2 separate regions of the Podarcis muralis genome follow, and region 2 is linked to region 1. The links are chromatin contacts, called in public Hi-C maps. All regions are on one chromosome and are shown on one strand. Each heading gives the region's core, a stretch centred on a gene start, on an enhancer-like site or on the middle of the called end of the contact. The rest is flanking DNA. Distances are from core to core; before and after follow the strand shown.

What was found. A called contact is a pair of places that touch in the nucleus more often than the background predicts.
Region 2: a Hi-C map of blood shows a contact between it and region 1, with 2.7 times the contacts expected there. The contact joins the promoter of CRYAA here to the promoter of WDR4 in region 1. A contact is called at or near these places in 2 of 3 Hi-C or Micro-C datasets (blood and tail).

The regions. Positions count from the first base shown.
Region 1 is chr4:57,025,679-57,032,274 of rPodMur119.hap1.1, reverse strand. WDR4 (WDR4 tRNA N7-guanosine methyltransferase non-catalytic subunit) reads left to right here and starts at 3,512. Exons shown (of 11, transcript XM_028727272.2): 1 at 3,512-3,691; 2 at 4,895-4,957; 3 at 6,174-6,320. The coding sequence starts at 3,573. It overlaps NDUFV3 (NADH:ubiquinone oxidoreductase subunit V3), which reads right to left and starts at 3,415. Exons shown (of 4, transcript XM_028727273.2): 1 at 3,263-3,415; 2 at 66-159. The coding sequence starts at 3,310.
Region 2 is chr4:57,191,526-57,198,346 of rPodMur119.hap1.1, reverse strand. CRYAA (crystallin alpha A) reads right to left here and starts at 4,244. Exons shown (of 4, transcript XM_028727298.2): 1 at 4,129-4,244. It overlaps U2AF1 (U2 small nuclear RNA auxiliary factor 1), which reads left to right and starts at 4,723. Exons shown (of 9, transcript XM_028727295.2): 1 at 4,723-4,879; 2 at 6,683-6,770. The coding sequence starts at 6,724.

The DNA of each region.
Region 1 (6,596 bases), core at 2,263-4,762:
TTACAAAATGTTATGCAAACCATCTTATAACTTGCATAATTAACAAATAAGAAAAGGTACCTTACTTTTTTTGGAGACTTTCTTATCACCCCCTGGTTTGGTGCAGAGAGATACAGCAGGAGGTACACTTCGAAGCCCCCATGCTTGCAACTTAAAAGTCTGTAAAAGAATTTGAAATAAGTAGAAAATCTGTAATAATTAGAAAGACACTTGATTTAATAATGTCATTTATAATTACTCAGGCTACAAAAAGTATAATACACAATGTACACAAATATGACTAAAAATCAGGCATATATGTACAGCAGTTGTGATGAAACAGACCACTCACTCCCTGCAATTCCTTCCAGAGCATAAACTGTGCAAATTAAGAAAACTATGAAATCTGAAATGTTGTCTTAAATAACAAAAGCCTATGCTGCTACATGTATACCCATTTGTACCAACAAGTATTCACATAGAACATGCACAAACTTTTAGAAATATAAAAAGACACCCTTACTCTCAAACAAATATTCTTACTTCAGGTCCTAGCCATATATATCAAATGCTTATGCACCTGTACAAATATACCTAGTTTTTTCCAGCCTCACGTAAAGGGGCATAAGTTTGGTACAAGTAAATGGACTTTACATTCAAATAAGGATTTTGACACAGCTCTGTGCAGATAAAACAGGTACAGTGCAAATAAATGCTTTTTTATTATTATATCTGGAAATGGTTACAGATGCCTTGCAATTAAGAGGAATGTTAAAACTTGGTGCTAGCACACTGAAGTGTGCTTCTTTCTCCTGCTCCAAATACAGAACTGATTGACAAGTGAATGTAATGTACAATTTGGGGTGCGGGTGGGAGAGAATGAAGACAACAACAACAACATACACCTTCTGCATCATTGTAGAATATTACATTAATGTAGGTTCACATCTAATAAAGCCACCATGCCTTTTACCTGGGCCGTAAGGAACTTTATTATTTTACCAGTGAAGAAATTATTGGTAGTCTAAAAGTGGCAAGTGGCACTAAACATACCTGAAGAAATACTCACTGCAGAATTTATAGCCTTATACAACTAGAAGATTTAAAGCCTGCACCACAACAACCTATAGTTTATAGCACCTGTTAAAGAGGAATATGAACACAAGCTAACCATGTCAGTACTTGCACTACTACTTCTATTATTTGGTTTGTTGACTGCTTGTTACTCGAAGGACTCCAAGTGACTTACAATTCTGCTAAAATCACAAATATATTATACCATAAAACAGAGCAACCAACAACCCCATAATAGCCACAGGACGCTTTGGCAGCATACTAATAACAAGCAATATAGTCTTAGTCTGTCAAAAGCCTGGGACAAAAGCTAAGCCTTTGCCTGGTGCCAAAAAGATGTCAATGAAGGCTTCAGTGGGGAGCAAATTCCACAGATACAAAGCCAAAACTGAAAAGGCCCTCTCCTTTGTCATTAGCCTCCCTCAGAAGGGAGAAGAGCCTCAAACAAAGATCTATGGGTCTCTCGTATAGGGAGAGGCATTCCAGAAGATACTGGAGTCCTGAGCAGGAAAGAGCTTTGTATGTCAAAACCATCACTTTGAATTGGGCTTGGAAGCATGCAGGCAGCTAGCAAAGTTGGAACAGACTAGGTGTTATATTATCTGTTCTTACAGACAAATTCATGGCTATGTTCTCTCTCTACTGTCAGAGGCATTATGCCTCTGAATAAAGTTGCTGAACATCACAGATGGGCAGAATGCTGTTGTGTTCATGTCCAACTTGCAGGCTTCCCTCAGGATGCTGGACCATAGCTGCGCCACTGGCCACTGGCTTGATCCAGCAGGCATGTCTTATGTTGCCTCAAATCCATCACCAGTTGGCCAGGCACATTCTGAACTAACTCAAGCTCTTAACATTTTCAAAGGCAGCCCCACATAAAACATATTGCAGCAATCCAGACTTGAGGTTACCAGAGCATAGATTACTGTAGCCAAGTTATCCCTACTAGATAGGTTTGCGAGTAGGCCACTAGCCTAAGCTGATGGAAGGAACTCCATGCGGCGGGGTGTGTGTGTGTGTGTCACAGTGTTGAGTTCATAGTTGGGGGTTCCCTTGAATCTACTGCTGAAGCACAGGTGGTGGTGGGTGGTGGTAAAGTGTCTGCATCTGGCATGAGTCCCCAGACAGAATGTAGGAGGAGATAACAGGCACTCAAATAAGGCTCTTTTGGGTGCAGGTCCCACCAAGCCCCCTTGGGAAGTTTAAGGTTTAAGGTTATAAAAGCAACAGCACATAGTCAGATGATCTATACTAGTTAGGGCTGTTAAACAGCATTAGGTAATGTAGGGTGCACTCTCTTTCTTTAAAAAGTAAGAAATATATTGATTGGTCAAGTCAGGGTCCAGAAAATCCTTCTAGACCTGCATTAATTGCAAAAAATCACAGTAGGCACTATGTGGCCCAGGAGCAATCAGGACTGGTTCATCCAATCCGTGTTCTAGAAAAAAAATGCAAGCACTTGTCCCATGAGCGAGGGCTAGGGTGTCAGCAAAGCAGCCCTCAGTGAGGTAGAACAATACAGCAACCGGCAACAGCAATTATGTGATTTTTCCATATCTCTCCCCAAATTAATGAAAATGTAATCTGCCAAGCATGCTCTAGTCTGACTTACAGTGGTTCTCCTGCTCTCCAAGGCCTCGGGAAAAGTTATTTCCTGGCTTTGCTACCAGAGATCCTTTACCTACACATGCCAGACTGAATTTGAGATCTTTTGGATGCAAATGTTGGGCGTTACCTCTGAGTGACAGCCTCCACCGTTCAATATCAATAAAAATAAATGATAGCATGAAAAGCCAAAATCAAAGAGGCAGCTAAGAGTTTGCCCATTGCCCTGCAGGCTTTGAAGTTACAGCTAAAACCCTACTGCAGGCTTCCTCAACCTCATCCCTCCAGATGCTTTTGGGACTACAATTCCCATCATCCCTGGTCCTGCTAGCTAGGGGTCATGGGAATTGTAGGCCAAAAACATCTGGAGGGCCGAGGCTGGGGAAGCCTGCCCTACTGCCATCTTCTCGGGAGTAAGTCCCACTGAAATCAGCAAAACTTACTGCCAAGGAATAATGCACTGACTCAAGCTGCACAACCCGGAAACGCCAGGTCGAATCCTGACGCACACAAGGTCCGTCCACGGGCACAAACATTATAAACGGCACTGTGGCGACGGAGCGGCCAGCCCGAAAGCGCCTCTCGGATCTTCACCCTCGGTTACCTTGAGCACGGCAGTACGGCCGCAGGAGATTAGCAGAGCCGTCGCCATGTCGGCGTCCCACCCAACCTCGTCCCTGCTGCAACCTCCGCCCAGGAGGAAAAGGTCCCTCCCCTGTCAAGGGTCTTGCTCTGCCCACATTCCCTGCAGTATCCAATGAGCAGCGCTCTCTTGCTGCTGAGTGACGGCAAGGGAGAGGTGGGGATTCCCGTTCCTCAACTGGGGAGGAGGGGCCCTTGCCAAGGAGTCCCGCAGTGACGTCATTTGCCGGCGACGGCTGTGTGGCTTCCCGCACGCGGCTCTGTTGTCAGGCATGGAGGCGGCTGACCCCGCCGGGGTTGCGGGTTCTTCCCCGGAGCTGGCCGTCTGTGGGGACCTGATGGTGGTCACCGGTGGAGCCAAGGTCCTGGCGGCCCTTTACAAAGAGCCTGGGTGAGTGAAACCGGGCCGAGGAGCTCCTGTTCAGCCTCTTCTAGCCTCGCTCTCCCGTCGTCTTGTCTATATATCTGCTGAGACTGCAGCCCTAACAGCATTTACCATTGAACTTACTCTGAGTAGGCACGGTTAAGATTCCGCTGTAAGGCAGCCGCTGTGTGAGAAGGGTTGTGTTTTTCCTTAACGGAGTGTGTAAAGCGGTAACCGGGTGACCCTTTAATTCTGATCAGTTACTTCAAAGCTGCCCTCCTTTTATACTCACAGTGGGTCAGGATCAATAACCGGTGGCAGTGTGCACACAGTTTATCCAGGCAGCTGGTCAGTGTGCATAATGCTGATCAGCTTAGAAAAGTTGAGTGACAACGCTGATCTATATAATTAGAGGAAATAGGCTGCAGTGCTCTTCCGACAAATGAAATGCTGGTCGGATGAAGGGGGTGGACAGCCTTTCTCCATCCTTATAGGTTTAGGATGATTGAATTTACATGTTTTTTCCTGCTAAAAAGGTTCCAAAATAGATAATGCTTTCAGAAGTAAAAGCAATCAGAGTACGCACGTTCTCTGCTTCTTATTTTCTGCACATTTTCTGCTTTGGAGAATGTATTACCCACTGCTCTTCTGAAAATATATGATCACTTGGGTTTCAAGATATTATATAATGAGTTGCTTTATTTTGAGTCAGCTACTCTAGGTAGACAGTGTATTGTTAGTGCTGACAATAGGTCTCCACGCCTATTGTTTTCTAACTTCCCATGGTTACTACCTGATCCCTCTTAATAGACGGATTCTGTAATTGAACTGTGAAATGGGTAAATCCCATTTAACTCAATGGGATATACTTCTGAGTGGAAATGTATAAAGCTGTGCTATAAGGAAGCTCTGTATCAGTCTCTGGCCAATAAATAATGGACCATTTAATTACATTTACTGTATAGAGGTACTGACATCTGTGGTAATAATGCAGAAGTTTGAAAAAAAGAACCATGTAAAAGATACTTTTCATAAAAGATTCTAAAACTTCTCTGTGTTTTCTGCCCTAGTATTTTCCATGTCTATATGTTCCTCTGCAATAAAATGAAACAGAAAACCTCATTAATTTTGAAATTTTACTGTTTAAAAAGGCATGGTAAGTAAGATGAGACACAACTGATACTATGCTTATTGGAAAATACTGACCTGATGTAATTATATAATTTCCAGGAATGAAGATATTTTCATTTATGACTGTTCCACAGCAACAGAGAAACTTCAACAGAATCAAGGGTAAGACTGTTTAAATTTTCCTTAATCTGCAGTAGGAAATCCGCTGCATTCCCATTTATTCAGAAACTCTGTTGAATGGCATTTACATCTCTTAGAGTTGTTGTTTGTAGCTGAAAATAAATGTTGCTGCTACCACCAATGTCACATAAAATACAAAAACAAATTGAGGAATACAAACTACTTATATGCAGTGATGCAGCTAATTGATTCTAAACCTTGGACTCAATAGTCCGGTATGGGATGGGGTTTTAAATGGTCGTGTGTTTTTCTTCAGTTGTGAACTACATAATTTAATATTTCTCCCTTCCACCACCATTCCACACTTTACAAGTGCTTCCACATCCCTGATCAGTTAGAGAAATATACCAAGCAAAAAACTATTTGACTACCCTAATAATAAAAAGTGTGCTGGGCATATGCAGTTTGTCATTTTTAAAACTCGCTTAAATCATAGCACCTACACAGATAAAATGGTGCTTGCTTCTGCTGCCCTGGTGCTCAGTGCATTTACTTGGGAATGAGTACCAGTACTGAAGAAGAGGAGTTTGGATTCAGCTTTATCACTACCCTAAGGAGTCTCAAAGCATCTAACAATCTCCTTTCCCCTCCTCTCCCACAACAAACACTCTGTGAAGTGAGTGAGGCTGAGAGATTTCAGAGAAGTGTGACTGGCCCAAGGTCACCCAGCAATTGCATGTGAGGAGCGGGGACACAAACCTGGTTTCACCAGATTATGAGTCTACCACTCTTAACCACTACACCACACTGTACTGTTCAGCTATTTTAAAGTAAAAATAGTACAGTGAATATCTGCAAACATGTATATTCCTGACTGGCTGCCTCCTAGCCGTAAAATGTTTTTTTTTAAATAAGAAGGAAGGTCTCTTTGCTGCTACCCCATCATCTGCCATTGGGTGGTGGGCTATAGATATCTCTGTTTCGACCATTGTTTATAAGAAAGGATTTGGTGTGTAAAGTTTTTTTTAAAAATCTGATCTTACTGCACACTTGTGGAAGGAAGGATACCCTCTGAAATAATAGAAAACATAATTCCATAAGGTATCCATTTACTTAGTAGTACAGATACTCTAGTCAATAAACGAATGTTGTATTGATCAAGCCTACTAAATAGCAATTCCTGTTCTTAGCAGTCTGAGGTAACTGGGTGCAAAACCTCTAGGTCTTGAATATTTTTTTACTTTCTCATTGTTTTTAGAGATGACGGAAAGTCAGCGGGTGAAGCAAGTAACGATATCCTTGCCTGCACGTTTTCTTCATCAGGAACCTACTTTGCTCTGACTGATGACAACAAACGACTGATCCTTTTTCGTACGAAACCGTCTTGGGAATGTCTGAGTGTAAGGTATGGAAAGGAAGGCACTTCAGGAGAAATATTTGTACCCACATATAAATAAGAGCTGTTTTAAGACAAACTTCTTTACATTTCTTGATCATTTTCTGTAACTGATCAGATATATTTAACTTTACTGATAGAAAAGTTACCCATTATTGGTGTCCTTCACTTCCTCTAGTGCAGGGACGGGCAACCTATGTTGTTTGGTCAAAGTCACTCAGATCTCCCTCACCCAAGTCTAAAACTTTACACTGCACCTAGTTCTTTTTTCCGTTCACAAAAGGC
Region 2 (6,821 bases), core at 2,995-5,494, 170 kb before region 1:
CTACCGCTTACCTTATCCCACATCTGGTCTGAAAACAAAGTCTAGTAAAATTCCCAGCATTGGCATTCCAGTGAGGACAGCTGCTTAGGAAAGCAATGTGCTAGGAGAAGAAAACAAGCAGGCCTCTTGTCATTGTTAGCGGGCCAATTCAAGTGCAATGTATCACGCTTCAAAGCATTTGTTGTTTTTGCAGTAGCTTTGAAAGAGAAAATGTGTGTGTGAAAGAGAAAAAGTATTGCTTGGAATGATCACCGCATGAGAAGATGTGTTAATGCCCTGGTGTTAAGAAATAGTATGCTGTTCTTATATGATAACAGGCAAGTTTTCTCCACTGGACACTGGTCCAAGAGGCCATGTTTTGTCATCTACAAATCGTGCACTCCAATCTAACGAGGGAAATCCATATGCGGAAAAGAGGCTTCCATGCATGGATCTCCTTGCTGGATCAGAATCTGATCCTACCTATATCTGGATGCTCATTCGCACACATTATAATCCAGAAAAGTGCCCTGCTGGATCAGACCAGCCCATCTTGTCCCATAGTGGTCAACCTATGAAAAGCCTACAAACGGGACACGGGCACAATAGCCCTCACTCACTCATGTTCCCTCACCATGCCTAGTCACATGTGGAGGGTGATCCACATTGTACTACACAGCAGGGGGTATATATTCCCAGGATTAGGGCTGGATTGGGTGGCCTGATCTGTACTGAACTACCAAAGGAAAGAAGACCCTGAGAACCGAGAATAAAATTATTGTCTCTAAGAGCTTTCTTCACCCTAGCCCCATCCAGTGATAAATTCCAATTCCATCTAAGTGAAGAGAATGAGGATAGTCAACTCCGTAAGGTCAATGGATATTCATTTTATTATAAGAGATGGTTTCTTGAGAATGTCCCATTTCACACCATTCACATCCTTGCCCCACAGGTTCCTCTTCACCTTTTGTCCAGTACAATATGACTAGGATGCCGCTACGAGAGTTCCCGACATGCCCCGTAATTTTACCTACCTATTGTGGGCGGCATCTCTGAGTCTATAACAGGGAATGGATCTGGTAACTCTATTCTGAAAGGAAGTTAGTGCTGTCATTCTATGAACTTGAGGAACCAACCTGAAGATGGCTGTCTCCAGTTCTTCTCCTCAGACTAGTTACTCTGAAGAACACTAAAAATAGGCCAGGGTTTGGGTTCTTCTAAGCTATGGCCCTTCTCGATCCAGATTCCCACCTTCCCCAAAATTAATTTTCACTACCCCAAATTCCTTTCCTCGATGGGAAAGTGGGAGGGAAACAAATGATTGGGAAATTTGGGAGGGAAATTGCATAGCTTCTGGAATGGAAATTAATGTGTAAAGAGCAAAACTGTTTTCTGGCTATGTGGGGCTGAGGAAACTTTAAGTGGACCTGCTCCATGAAGTCCAGCATTCTGCGGCCAACAGCATCCCACCAACCAGGTGCCTCTGGAAATTCACAAGCCAGAGTGAAGCGGATGGCCTTCCTCTAATTTATCCTAACATCTGGTGCTCAGTGGTATGCTGAGGTTCCACTGAGATGCAATGACTATTAGCTGTTGACAGATGTATCATCAAGCATTTGTCTAAACCATTTTTTTAAAGGCCATCCAATGCAGTTGTCATTACTGCATTTTAAGACAGTGAATTCCACAAGATAACTATGGTCTGTATGAAGAAACCATCAGGAAATTGGGGTGCAGTAGTGGAGGAAGCAGCTCAAAGCATGGCATACCATGGACAGGCAGCAAGGTTTGGTGCTCAGGATATGTCTTCCACCTCCACAGTCTGAGGGCTCATCCACACTTAGCTTTTGCCCTATGCATTCTAGGCACAGAACCACGCTTTCCCAGTCCATGTCTGAGCACTTATTTCCCCAGGAAAACCCGCTCTTTCACGGTAAATCAGAACAACTGGCAATCTGGGGTTGGTTTTGTTTTGTTTTGTTTTTTGCAGAATTGCTTCCAGTGGTAAAGAGCAGGTTTTTGTGGGGTAAGCACGGGGGGGGGGGGAGGCACTTGGACATAAGAGCTTTAAAGTACAGACATGTGTGAGAAATGTGGCACAAAAGGAAGTCTGGATGAGCCCAGGCACAGTATGCCTCTGAATGCTACTGGGTGGGAATCACAAGTGGAGAGAGTGCTTTTGCTTTTGTTCCAGCCTAGTGCCAGGTTGATAAAGGCTGCTGCATTCATTACAGTGGTACCTTGGGTTAAGTACTTAATTCGTTCCGGAGGTCTGTTCTTAACCTGAAACTGTTCTTAACCTGAAGCACCACTTTAGCTAATGGGGCCTCCTGCTGCCGCCACACGATTTCTGTTCTCATCCTGAAGCAAAGTTCTTAACCTGAAGCACTATTTCTGGGTTAGCAGAGTCTGTAACCTGAAGCGTATGTAACCTGAGATACCTGAGATGGGTACAGCCCATCTAAAACTCTGATTCAGAAACCATTTCCTGCCTGCACATACTTCTCTGGGAGAAGTTGCTTCTTTTTACCACTGGAGGGAGTAACAGTCATATAAATGTAACACTGAGTTAAATTTTACTTCTCAGCAGTTATGGTGCACCTTTTTATCTCCACCCACCCCTCAACTTAAATTCTTGCTTAAGACTAAAATTCCACATACACTTACACAGGAGGAAGCCCAACTGATACAGTGGTATCTTGGGTTACAGATGCTTCAGGTTACATACGCTTCAGGTTAGACTCCGCTAACCCAGAAATAGTACCTCAAGTTAAGAACTTTGCTTCAGGATGAGAACAGAAATCGTGTGGCGGCAGCGGGAGGCCCCATTAGCTAAAGTGGTACCTCAGGTTAAGAACAGTTTCAGGTTAAGAACGGACCTCCAGAACGAGTTAAGTTCTTAACCCGAGGTACCACTATAGAATGGGTTACTTCTGATCAGCATGCACATGATTTTATGGTGTAATTTAATGAATTACTTCTTGGTTCAGGAGTTTTGTGGGTTCCTCCCTTCTCAATGGGCAATTTATTGTGATCGCGCGTCCCCTGTCATACTACAATACTTTTTCACAATACATTCAGCATGAGAGTCATACTTATGCCAATGAGGAAAGAACACTGTAGCTTGACAAAAAGCATGTTCCCAGATAATGTGAATGCAAGGTATGTGGGTGGGCTGATTAACTCTCCTGCTCCCATTTTCCTCCCTGTAGATGTGCACCCAAGATTCTGTTCTTCCACCCTGCCAGACTGTGGGTGTTTATTGTCAGATAGATGTTTCTCATGCATTCAAGTTTTTTGGCAGTGTCCTCGCATCATCAAAATGCCAGCCCATTTAAAATTCCCATCAAAATTCCCCACCCCATTTAATCCAGATTTGCAGTTTCTGGAGGAAATCCAGCAGCAGCCAGCATGGTCCTGTATCAGTCACAAAGCCACCTTGTTGGTGTGGGTTTTGTTTAAAAAATCTGGTTGCAAAACTGCTGAAAAAAGTTTTGAGCTGATAAAAGAGGCTGCCCGTACATTTTATCCTGCCCAACTGATGTTTCCATGGATGATCAAGCCCCCAAAGTGTTAATCAGACTTGCCCCGGTTAGGTGAGATTTGTGATCTCACAATAACAAGAGTGGTCCCTCCTCACCCAGGATAATGAATTTGGGAAGATGCAGGGTCTGTACTAGGAAAGAGAAGTGTCTGCTCTCACCTGCTTAAGACTATCATTAGCAGACCGAGGACATGCTTCTGGCATGTGGCAAAGGATGACAGTCAAGAATGTCCTTGGAAGTCATTCTTGGGGGAGGGGGGTCAACAGAAGGTTACAGGGACCCTTTGTCAAACAGAAGCAGCTTTTGGTATTAGCTTACTGAACCCTCTTGGCAGATTGGCAGGATAAGTGTCGTGCAAATCGGCTTTCAATTGTTTTACCGAACCCCACTCTCTGGCACAATGGTTAAAAGTAAAGATAGATTTCATTTTTTGTTCACTGTCTGTATAAAATCCATCCTGCTGCCATCACCTACCATTTGTAGAGAGATCAGTAGGAGTGAAACCAGATATGAGCCAAAAATCTTACATTAAAAAGGCAACTTTTTTTTAATTCTCCGGGACCATCTTCCCACATATCATGTAAGGATAGCTAAAATGATTTACCTTACAGAGCTGCTGGAAAGATGACATCTAAGGGCAGATTACCCTCCGTTTCTGGTAGATCACCCCCTCCCTCATGCAGAACCGCATGCTATTAGCTTATTCACCAGCCTGTGTCCACCAAAAACCGTCCGTCCGTCCCCCGTCCCCCCCCCCCCCGCACTGCGGATCTCAAATGCAGTTCAGGCTAACGAAATTTTAAAGTATTTCTATCGGCACCTTCACACAACACATAATAGGGCTTTTCCCTGCCCGGTTTTAAAGGCAAATACAGACATTTTCTTGGAACGGGGTACAGTTGCAGCAGCAAGGACCGGAGTCTGATCTGATTCCTTCCCAAATAAACTTTTATTTAATAATGGAACCAAGTATGGAGGAGTGAGTGACAAACCGAGACACGCCAGCTAGGAGCAACTGCCCCTATGGAGAAATCTCCGGGGTGGGCGTATCCCGAATGGCGATGGAAGAAGAACCGGGGGGGAGGGGGAGAAGCCAAGTCACCCCGCGCGGGCGCATGGCGGAGACAGCTGCACCAGGCGCGTGCGCGAAGCCTTTCCCCGCAGCCCCTGCCTTTCGCGCTGATTGGTCGCCGGCGCTTGATCGTTGCAGCGGGTGGCGGGCGGCGAGGCCGTTTCCGGCGCGGGGTTGTGACGTCTTAAGCGGGGTGCCGAGGTGTCCGGCGGGCGGCCGGGCAGGGCAGCTTGTGGGAGATGGCGGAGTATCTGGCCTCCATCTTCGGTACCGAGAAAGACAAGTGAGTGGGTTCTTCCTCCCCTCTCTCTCCAAGGGCGGGGTCCGGGCCGACGTGAACGCCCGTCGCTTGCGGGGTGGGTGGTGGGGCCTGTGTCAGCGCCCTGGCGGGGGCCATTCCTAACAATGGTTCCCCACGAGGAGCCCTTTTTCTCCTCGCTCTCTCGTGCGCGTGCGCGGTTCTTGGCCGTAGAAGCCTCGAGCGCGCGAAACCTCCTTCAGCCCTTGTTCCGTTGCTGCTGCTGCTGCTGCAAAGTGTCTGCCTCGTGCAAGCCGGAGAGGCGCTCCCTATTGGACCTTAGCGGGCGCGCTACTTCCTTCCCTCACGAGCCGAGGGAGGGAGCGCGCTCGCTCGCGCGCCTGCCTGCCCGCCAACAGCCCAGGGGGCGCGCGCGCCCTTCCGGTAAAGAGCTGATGGCGGGCTCACGACTGCGAGGAATCCCCCAGATTCGTTTTTTTCCTCCTCTGCTCTCCTCTTGGTTTTCCTCATGAGGGGAAGGGGGAAGGGCCGGCGCTGCTAAAATGGTCGGCCTGGCAGCAGGGTCGCCGCTGAAGATCTCGTGGGGGAAATCCCCTTGTGTGTCTCCTGGACGTAACGCTTTCTCATCACGCCTAAGGAGTTTTGAAGGGGCGCAGAGTTTGTTCTGTTAGTGCAACTACAGCCTCAATAGAAGTGTTCAAGCTGGCTTTCATGATCACACTCAAATCAATCAATCTATCTGTGTGTATATATATATATATATATATATATATATATATATATATATATATATATATATATATATATATAAAAGGTACATGAGGTAGAAAACTGTACATAATATTTTAGAGGAGGAGGGTTGTGGCCCTTTGAGCTGGGGACATCTGCCTTCCACTCCACTTTTCTGTTCACAGGGAGAGGAGGGAAGCAGGTCTCAATCTATCTAAGCTGAAGAAACTCCTTTGCTCACTACTAAACTTCATGTCCATGCACTGATACTGGGAGGAAGCAGTAAACTTGAATTTCCTAACTGGGCAGAAACAGTAAAAACCAGACCATGCAGCATGTTCTATTTTACTCTCATTGAAAGCCATTTCTGGGGGCAGCTTACTACTATGCTACCCAAGTTAGTGCAGCACTGAGCAACTGAATGTCTCCAACTTGCAGACAACGGTGCAGAAGACTCATTATCATATGTATACAAGTGTTGTCACATGCCTGCCAAAACTGCTTTTTTCAACTTTTCTATGGTGTGGAAATAAAGCAGCTGATATCTGCATTTCACACCTATGATATGAATGTTCCCACCCCATCTAGTATCCACCATGCCCTAGTAGTGGACAAATGGAGAGGAGAAAGTGCCATAGGTTGAGGCAGAGTATCTGCTTGTTTTATAGACGGTCCCAGATTCAATCCCTAGCCTAGCATGTCCAGATTGGGCTGGGAAAAGACTCCTGTCAGAAACCCTGGAGAGCTACTGAGTGAAGACAGTGAAGAATTGACAAGGATGCACATCTTCCCTCAGACCCCAACTTACAGCTTTCACCATTCTCAGTTTTAGAGAAGGCGGTACTGTACTTTAAAACAGCCAATATCAATTGTAGTGGAATCATTGCTAAAATATATGAACTAGCACAGGAACGGAGAACACCTCTTCTAGACCTCAGGACTCCGCTGGCCATGCCTTGGCTGGCCCTGCTTCACAATTCAAGTGCTTTTGCCTGGCCAGAGTGTATTCTTTTGATTAATAAGCTTAGCTATAACTCCATAACTAGTTTGTATAGAAATTGTTTCAGTTGATACAATTTTTGTGTCTTTTGGTTTCAGAGTCAACTGTTCTTTTTACTTCAAAATCGGAGCATGCCGTCATGGAGACCGGTGTTCTCGGTTGCACAATAAACCAACATTTAGCCAGGTTGGTGTAAATTTTTTTGGTAGAAGTCTTACATCCAATACAGCCATGACT